2 separate regions of the Zea mays genome follow, and region 2 is linked to region 1. Evidence: chromatin contacts called from public Hi-C data. All regions are on one chromosome and are shown on one strand. Each heading gives the region's core, a stretch centred on a gene start, on an enhancer-like site or on the middle of the called end of the contact. The rest is flanking DNA. Distances are from core to core; before and after follow the strand shown.

Region 1 (4,271 bases), core at 1,158-3,657:
AAGACCTAGAAGATGAGCTATCAGCTAGCGCACCGGTGGCACACAGTTGGCGCACAAGACAGCCAACAGATCTTCCATTTGCTCTATGTCTGAGAGGAGGCACCAGACTATCCGCCGTGCACGGGACAATCACTTTTCACTGTCCGGTGCACGCAACGGCTAGCTGTCAGAACTAGCCGTTGGTTGCACACCGTTGGCGCACTGTTGGCACACCGCTGGCACACTGTTGGAGCGTGGAGAAGGTCCACGGCTTTCTACGGAATTACTCGACCGAGGTGCTTGGCCCTCGCGTGGGCTTCCCTTTGCGTAGGGCACCAACGAGGATTAATCGGAACCTTACGTGGTTCCGGATACCTCGGTAAAAATACCAGTGTCATCCACGGGAGTTTGCATCTCTACCTTTTCTTTAGCTTCCGCATTTACATTAAGCATTTAAGTTTCAATCTTGTCTTTCTAGTTAGATTGTTTAGATTGAAACTTAACTTTCGCGGTAGAGATAGCAACACTTAGACTAAACCTAGTTTGCACATTGTGAATTGATCATTTGTATATGTTTTGCTGTAATGATTTAATTGTGGCCTTATTTAGTGAAAGTTTTAGAAGTCCTAATTTATCCCTTCTAAGACGTCACCTGTTTCCTTCACATTTGATGTAAATTTGGCTTGGCATATTTACGGCAGATCTAGTAGCGCTGTGGCTGCAAGCTTGCAATCATCCTGCCGGATGTAGGGTCATCTTTGAAAGACAAATTGTTGTGGATGCTAAACGCTACTGCCACGCACAACACAAAAGGTACAAGGAGTAACACTCATGCTGAGCGACAGTATTATGTTTTATGTCATCTCGATGAAATAACTTTGAGAAGAAAATAAAACTTCCTTTGTTGAAAGGAAAATGGTGAGCGGCAGGTCTCGCCGTCTGAACCTTGTAAAAGAATATCTGATGCGTGCGCTTGTGTCATGATGATGGTGGTCTTGGCTTTGTTTCGTGGGCAAGGGGCGATCATGAACTTATAATCTCTCTAATCTAAGTACAGCGTCATGATCAATCACGGTCGGTCCAAGCAGGTCTGATCAAACATCGGAAATCGTAGCGCAAACGAACACTAGTTTACATGATAAAATGAATATGTACAATGAATGGTGATTTTATATTATATAAAGCATTAGTTTACATGATTTTTTTAGGGTCGTTGTACGTCATCCCTCTTCTTTGTGTTTTATATTCTTACTCAAATATAAATAGAAACCGTATCAACATACAAACCTTTACCAATTAACTTTTGAACATTACACGTTGTGTTAGGCCCTAAACTTAGAAAACCAGGAAAAACGGGTCCTTGAACTTTGTCGACCTATACAAAATCAGTTAAAACCGAATTTACTCAAACCGGAAGATGATGTGGCAATGCCGCGCTGGATGGTACTAATGAAAATTCAGACATCCAAGTGACATAGCATGTCAATTCGAAGACCTAAGTGACGGGACTCCACGAACCAGGTGGTGCTCAACAGAGTGGAGAGGCTCCAATGTGGTATTGCCACGTCGCCATCCGATTTAAGCAAATTTGGTTTTTGGTTTTGAACGATTTTACACATGTAGTCAAAGTTCAAGAACATGTTTTTCTATATATATTTGGAGTCTAAGCGACACAATGTACCAAGTTTAAAGACCGCTAGTGCATTTTAATCCTACCTTTTATACCACATCCCGACAGTAGGGATTTTTTTTTCGGCTCTTAGAATTGAAAACACACCCTGACACACAAGAAATTCGTACCGAGTAGCAATAAATCTGTTCCTTACGAGCTTGTCCTTTGTATTTTATTGGTGCGAGCATCTGATCTATGCCACTGAGAGGGACAGCTAATTGCACGATGCAGTACATTGTAGGTGGGGGACCTCTGGCAGATAACACGCCTGCAAAAACAAAGCATCGCATTTGACATTTGAAAGAAAAGAACAGAGTATAAAAACATGCAACATGCTACCACATGCCAGCTCCTCCAGTAGACTATTATCAGTACGCGCTGCTGCTGGCTGTATTCCATCCACGATCCACCTCATCATCGCAAAGAAAAAAGATCAGATGCCCATGCCATGCCCCTTCTTCTCTACACTTGAATTATTATTATTCTCCTCTTTGCAGGGGCTGGCTGGCTTCCTCCTCTTCCACCTCCCTCCATGCATGCAGAGGAGCAGCACCTTCATTACTCCACATTACTCTCCCTCCACTCCGACTCCGGGAGAAGTCACCCACCACAGTCTCACATCTCTGGTACATGTACATCCACAGTTCTGCAAGCAAACCATTCACTCCTCCCTCTGCCTGTATTCTTCGTTTCGCCCCTGGGATCCTCGTCACGACTCACGCCATCCGCCCCCACCGCCACCACCAGCCACACCATCTCTGTTCTCCAGTCACGCCAGACGGCCAGAACCCACAATTTTCATCACACCAAACCATCCACTCCTCACCTTTCCCCCCAAACAAGTCCAATCTTTACAACGACATTGTCGCCAACTACAACCCCTTTCCCTTCTGGGTGCCTCACCAGATTACCCACTCAAATCCAGCTACCAAGCACAAAAGCTGCGGCATTTGCCATACTGTTTCATCCGCGGAACCCAATCTTGCCGCCCGATCCTTCGCAAAATCCACCGTACGTGCTTGCTGCCCCTGTTCCAGTCCAGACTCTAGACAATGCTGTCTGCGCCGTGGAATCCGAGCGTTGCCAGCTAATTCCGCTCGGGAACACGCACGAGGAGATCCGCCAGTTCGCAAGAAGCGATATCCATCCACGGCGTTGCCCTGGCTGCTCGCGCTCCGCCAGCTCCCATGTCGGACACGGAGCTGTCCCAGAGCACGGTGGTGTTTGGGCTCCGCATGTGGGTGCTCGTCGGCATCGGCGTCGGTGCCGCCTTCGTGCTACTGCTCGTCCTCATCTCCGTCCTCTGCCTCCTCGCCTTCCGCCGTCGCCGTCGCCGGCGGCAGCGGCCGGCCAACCCCGCGCAGCAGCTCCCCACCACCGCCCCGCCCAAGAATCCCACGAATGCCAAGGCGCCCAAGGACATCCAAGAAGTCCCCTCCCACGCCGCCGCCGCCGCCCCAGCGAAGACGCCGCTTGCGCTCGCGCAGGTGCTCCAGCTCCCCACGCCACCGGTCTCCGAGCAGCTCGTGACCGGCAAGGAGCACCACGTCACGCACCCGGAGCAGCAGCAGCACCCCAGCCACCGGAGCGACGGGCCTTCGCCGCACGGCAACGGCGAGAGCCGCGGTGGCGCCGCGGAGCGCGCGCCCCCGGCGGTGCCCGAGGTGTCCCATCTGGGGTGGGGCCACTGGTACACGCTCAAGGAGCTGGAGACCGCGACCGGGATGTTCGCCGACGGGAACGTGATCGGCGAGGGCGGGTACGGGATCGTGTACCGTGGCGTGCTCGAAAACGGCACGCAGGTCGCCGTCAAGAACTTGCTAAACAACAGGTACCGAACCACCTACCAGTAGATGTTAACTTCATGGACTGCAAACCTGCATTCAATTGGCATTCATATCTGACTATCCGACATTGCCGATTAGTTTAGGAGTACTCTGTACTTTCAGTGGCATGTTCGTGCTGAATTTAAAATGTCTGGCATTGTGCTGATTGCACATAGCTACGGATTCAGCATGAGGATTTCAATTTGCATAGCAAATGGAGGAGCTTGTCACTGACAATTCGCTTGTGTTCTATAATAGTAGGTTGAGTTGTTTTTTGAGAGACATAGTTCAACAAGATGACTGATTTCTGTGCAAATTTGACATGATCGACTTTCTTCAGTGTGCTGCTAAAATTTAGAAACTTTGTACCCTTTGACTTGTTAGGGGGCAGGCAGAGAAGGAATTCAAGGTTGAGGTCGAAGCGATCGGGCGTGTGCGACACAAGAACCTTGTGCGCCTTCTAGGATACTGTGCTGAGGGTAATCAGAGGTATGTCTTGTCAGGTGTGTGCAAACCACTTGTTTCGCTTGTTTGGCTGATACAATACTAATGTAGATGTTGGTTCTGTGTTTCTTGTCAGGATGCTTGTATATGAGTATGTTGATAATGGGAACTTAGAACAATGGCTGCACGGGGATGTTGGGCCCAGAAGCCCTCTCGCCTGGGATGACAGGATGAAGATCATACTGGGAACAGCAAAAGGGTATGTGCGCGGTTATCTTATCCTTGTTGGTCTACAGAGTTTAAACTGACACTCTACTTAAATTACCTAAATTTCTACCCTCATTTAGGTT
Region 2 (4,501 bases), core at 1,249-3,748, 170 kb after region 1:
AAACAATAGAGCACATTGGGAGTGTACGTCTACCTCAGGATCATGCACTGTAACTTGCTGACCATCGTCCCCACCAACCGTGCATTCAGGCCTCCGGAAAGTAGATAAAGCTGCCAATGCAGCGATATTAGCTGCATCAATGAGATTCCTATAAAGGCAATGGAAAAGCTTAGAACTTTAACATGCAAATGTTCACAAATTAATTACATCAGCAAACAATTTATAACTCTTTAGCCCATACCCTCCGTTATCCAAGATGTGAAGGTCCACACGCACAGACCAGACATGCTTCCCAGCAACAACACACAAGGACTCCATGTCAACAGCTCGACTCTCCCTGACAAAAAAAAATACAAACACACAGAAAATCCACATCATCAGCCTCCATGCTTAAACCCTTTCTGGTAAATTACAGAAAGAAGAATTAGGAGACCTGAGGCCACGGTCAATAACTCGGCCAAGCTCAATTGCTAATTCCCCAGGACGCCCAGGCTCAAAGGAGGGGTCGGCCATGGGTGAGAACTCGGTGAATATGGCCAGCGTCCCCTCATTCGGCCTGTCACGGTATGGCTGCACCAGCTGCACGGTCACGTAGCCCATCACGTGTGTCTCCCCGAGCTGCACCTCTGACGAGCCATCCTCCCTGAAACTCACAACGACAACACCAATAAGGATGCAAATCTACTCGCCAAATAAACACCCAAATTGCCACATGCAAGAGCAACGCAAAACAAAGCCACGACGGCAATGTGACAATGTGATGTGTTAGCAAAGGACGATGGTGGATCTTGACCTAGAGGTGCAGAAGCGAGCTCGGAATAGCCGAATAGGTAGGAGAAGGGGGATGTACCTGCCGAAGGTGATCTTGAGCTTGCGGAAGTCAAAGGAGTGGCGGCCGTCAACACGGAGGTCAGACTGGAGCGCACACTCAATGAAGTCGCGCTCGTTCACTGTGGGGCGCCACCGGAGGTGCTCCATGACCGGCAGGCGGACAGTGGCAGATCTAGAATTTTGCATGGGGTATGCCAGATTAAAATTTTCACATCCAAACCGGAAAAAAAAATTTAACAATTCGGTAACGCAACGTAAAAATTATGACGTAATACCAAACAGCATAATAAATCTTAGATTACAATACAAATAGTTCAAACAGCGTACTAATAGTTCGAAATATGCAAGAGTGAAGCTTAAAGACCATATAGAATAAAGAATTGCGTCTACCTTTTGGGCCTACGCTTTCTAGGGGGCGTTTGGTTACTTGTATGGGTGAGCCTGGCTCGTATCTAGTGAGCCTGGCTCAGACTGGACTGGCTGAGTGCATGCAGTATAGCGTGTTTGGTTGTGTGTATGTGGCCAGTCTGGTTCACAAGAGATGTTGTTTGGTTGCTTGCATGAGTACATGGTGCATGAGTTAAAAAAAATTAAAAAATCTATTAATAGACACTAATTATATGGTAAATTGCTTAATAGATACTAATTACATGTTAATATACACTAATTATATATTAATCTTAATCACGTAATTTTTTTATTTGAAATATATATAGTATGAGTGGTCTAGTTTCGTTCGCAAAAATGTCAGGAACGCGGATATGAAATCGGTTCGGTGATTAAATCTTTTAATTAGACGATATAATGAAAAAACCAATTAAAAACGTGTCTCGATATGCGTGCACGAGTAAAGAGCTGGCTGAGCGGAGCCTGGCCGCGCGCGTGCGGCCGCGCGATGCGTTTCTGCCGGGCCTGGCTCGCGGCGCTTTAAGTTCCGTGCTAGCCTGTCTCGTGCGATACAACGAACCAAACAAACACTACTTTTTGCATGTGTAGATGCAGCTGCACCACCGGAGAAGGCAACCAAACGCCCCCCTAATGACCATGATGAATCTACAAGCTACAATTAGAGCACATCTACATAATTACTATTAATCAACCAAGGTGCACCTACAAACTACATCAAAACTAGATCAGAGAAAGTTAGGGTTAGAAATTTTAGGGCCCGAAGAGATTGGAGAGGGAAATGTTCATAGTTGTCACCAATATTTTAAGATCGGTTGATCGTTTCTGACCGCCAGAGGGGCGATCAGCCGATCAGACCGATTAATGGGACGATCAGTCCGATTAATCGGGCTTTGAACCGAGCACCTACAAGCCACAACCCACAACCACAGTTACCTACTTACCTAGCAGGCCAGCAGAGCTAGAGATGAACGAGTACTGGGGAAGTGGGGACTGGGGAGAAGAGATGGAGGCATCGAGCCCGAGAGCTGTACCTGCAGCTACAGGGCGCCGCCGCGCCGGGGAAGGAGGAGGGGGGCGCGACCGCTGATCCTGTTGTCGAGTGCTGCAGTGCTAGGGCCTAGGTGCGGGGCGCCGCCGCGCCGGGGAAGGAGGGGAGTGATGCCGCTGATCCCGTCGCCGGTGGCGCGCCGCCGTCGCCGAGTGCTGGGCCTAGGGTTCCTCAGTTCGAAAGACTGCGGCGGCTGGGCACCCGTGTTAGCGTATAGGACAGTGGGCACTGGTTTTCAAAGGGGTTGTTTGAATCACTTCATTCGAAACGAGGTGTCCTCAAATTCGATTAAACGACCAAATTTTTTATATCAATAGTAACTAACTAATTATAAGAAATAAGATGATGATGAATCAACTCATTATATTTCATAAACCAAACGAAAAAATATGAGTATAAAAACGATAAACTAGCTCATTCATTAAATCAAATACTCTAACTGTGTTGGGCTGCTGAGCCAAAAAAGATTGGTGAAAAACAAATAGGAGTGGGCCAAAATTTTCAAGCCGTGCAAACTGCAGCCTTATCATCCATAATTTAATCGGACGATTAATCGAATGATCAGGTTCTACACTTTTGAAAGTCGCCTAGAGAGGGGTGAATAGGCAAATCTGAAATTTATAAACTTTAAGCACAACTACAAGCCGGAGTTAGCGTTAAAAATATAATCGAGTCCGAAATAGAGGGCGAAAAACAAATCACAAGCAAATAGCGAGAGTGACACGATGATTTGTTTTACCGAGGTTCGGCTCTTGCAAACCTACTCCCCGTTGAGGTGGTCACAAAGACCGGGTCTCTTTCAACTCTTTCTCTCTCTCAAACGGTCACCTAAACCGAGTGAGCTTCTCTTCTCAATCAATTGGAACATTTAGTCCCCACAAGGACCACCACATAATTGGTGTCTCTTGCTTTGATTACAAAGATCTTGGAAACAAGAAATGGGAAAGAAGAAAAGCAATCCAAGCGCAAGAGCTCAAAAGAACACGACAAAACTCTCTCTTCTAGTCACTATTGCTTTGAGTGGAATTAGGATTTGGAGATATTTTGATTCACTCTAATTGTGTCTTGTATTGAATACACTAGCTCTTGTATTGAATATGTTGGCTGAAAACTTGGATGCCTTGTAGTGTGGTGGTTGGGGGTATTTATAGCCCCAACCACCAAAGTGGCCGTTGGAGAAGGCTGTTGTCGAAGGGCGCCACCGGACACTGTCCGGTGTGCCAGCCACGTCACCCAACCGTTAGGGTTCGACCGTTGGAGCTCTGACAAGTGGGGCCACCGGACCGTCACTGTTCACTATCAGGTGCGCCTTCTGGCGCTTGCTTAGACTCTGCACGCGCAGTCCGCACTGTTCACTATTCATTGTACACTTTTGCAGTCGACCGTTGGCGCTGTAGCCGTTACTCCGCTTGGCACACCGGACAGTCCGGTGCTACACCGGACAGTCCGGTGAATTATAGCGGAGGGCATTTCCAGAAACCCGAAGGTGGCAAGTTCGGAGTTGATCTCTCTGGTGCACCGGACACTGTCCGGTGGCACACCGGACAGTCCGGTGCGCCAGACCGAGGCAGCCTTCGGTTTTCTTTGTTCCTTTGATTTGAACTCTTTCTTTGACTTTTTAATGGTTTGTGTTGAACCTTTGGCACCTGTAGAACTTATAATCTAGAGCAAACTAGTTAGTCCAATTATTTGTGTTGGGCAATTCAACCACCAAAATCATTTAGGAAAAGGTTTGACCCTATTTCCCTTTCAATCTCCCCCTTTTTGGTGATTGATGCCAACACAAACCAAAGCAAATATATAAGTGCAAAATTGAACTAGTTTGCATAAGGTAAGTGCAAAGGTTACTTGGAATCAAACCAATTTACATTTCATAAGATATGTATGGACGCTTTCTTCTAATTTAACATTTTGGACCACGCTTGAACCACTTGTTTTATTTTTGCAAATATTTTTGGAAATTATTTTCAAAGTCTTTTTGCAAATAGTCAAAGGTATATGAATATGATTTTGAGAAGCATTTTCAAGATTCGAAATTTTCTCCCCCTTCAAATGCTTTTCCTTTGACTAAACAAAACTCCCCCTTAATGAAATTCTCCTCTTAGTGTTCAAGAGGGTTTTAGATATTAATTTTGAAAGGGGTCATACCAATTTGAGATTATATCAAAAATAAGATACCAATTGAAAAACTTCTTTAATACAAATTGAAAGACT

Evidence for each region. Hi-C and Micro-C count contacts between places; a contact is called where the count stands out from the background.
Region 2: a Hi-C map of leaf shows a contact between it and region 1, with 4 times the contacts expected there. The contact joins the promoter of LOC100384304 here to the promoter of LOC100273626 in region 1. A contact is called at or near these places in 4 of 25 Hi-C or Micro-C datasets (ear, endosperm, leaf and 1 more).

Annotation. Positions count from the first base shown.
Region 1 is chr5:174,577,872-174,582,142 of Zm-B73-REFERENCE-NAM-5.0, forward strand. LOC100273626 (putative protein kinase superfamily protein) reads left to right here and starts at 2,408. Exons shown (of 7, transcript NM_001148042.1): 1 at 2,408-3,482; 2 at 3,862-3,966; 3 at 4,058-4,180; 4 at 4,269-4,271. The coding sequence starts at 2,839.
Region 2 is chr5:174,747,470-174,751,970 of Zm-B73-REFERENCE-NAM-5.0, forward strand. LOC100384304 reads right to left here and starts at 2,499. Exons shown (of 10, transcript NM_001176862.2): 1 at 2,271-2,499; 2 at 851-1,003; 3 at 434-643; 4 at 242-337; 5 at 34-148. The coding sequence starts at 978.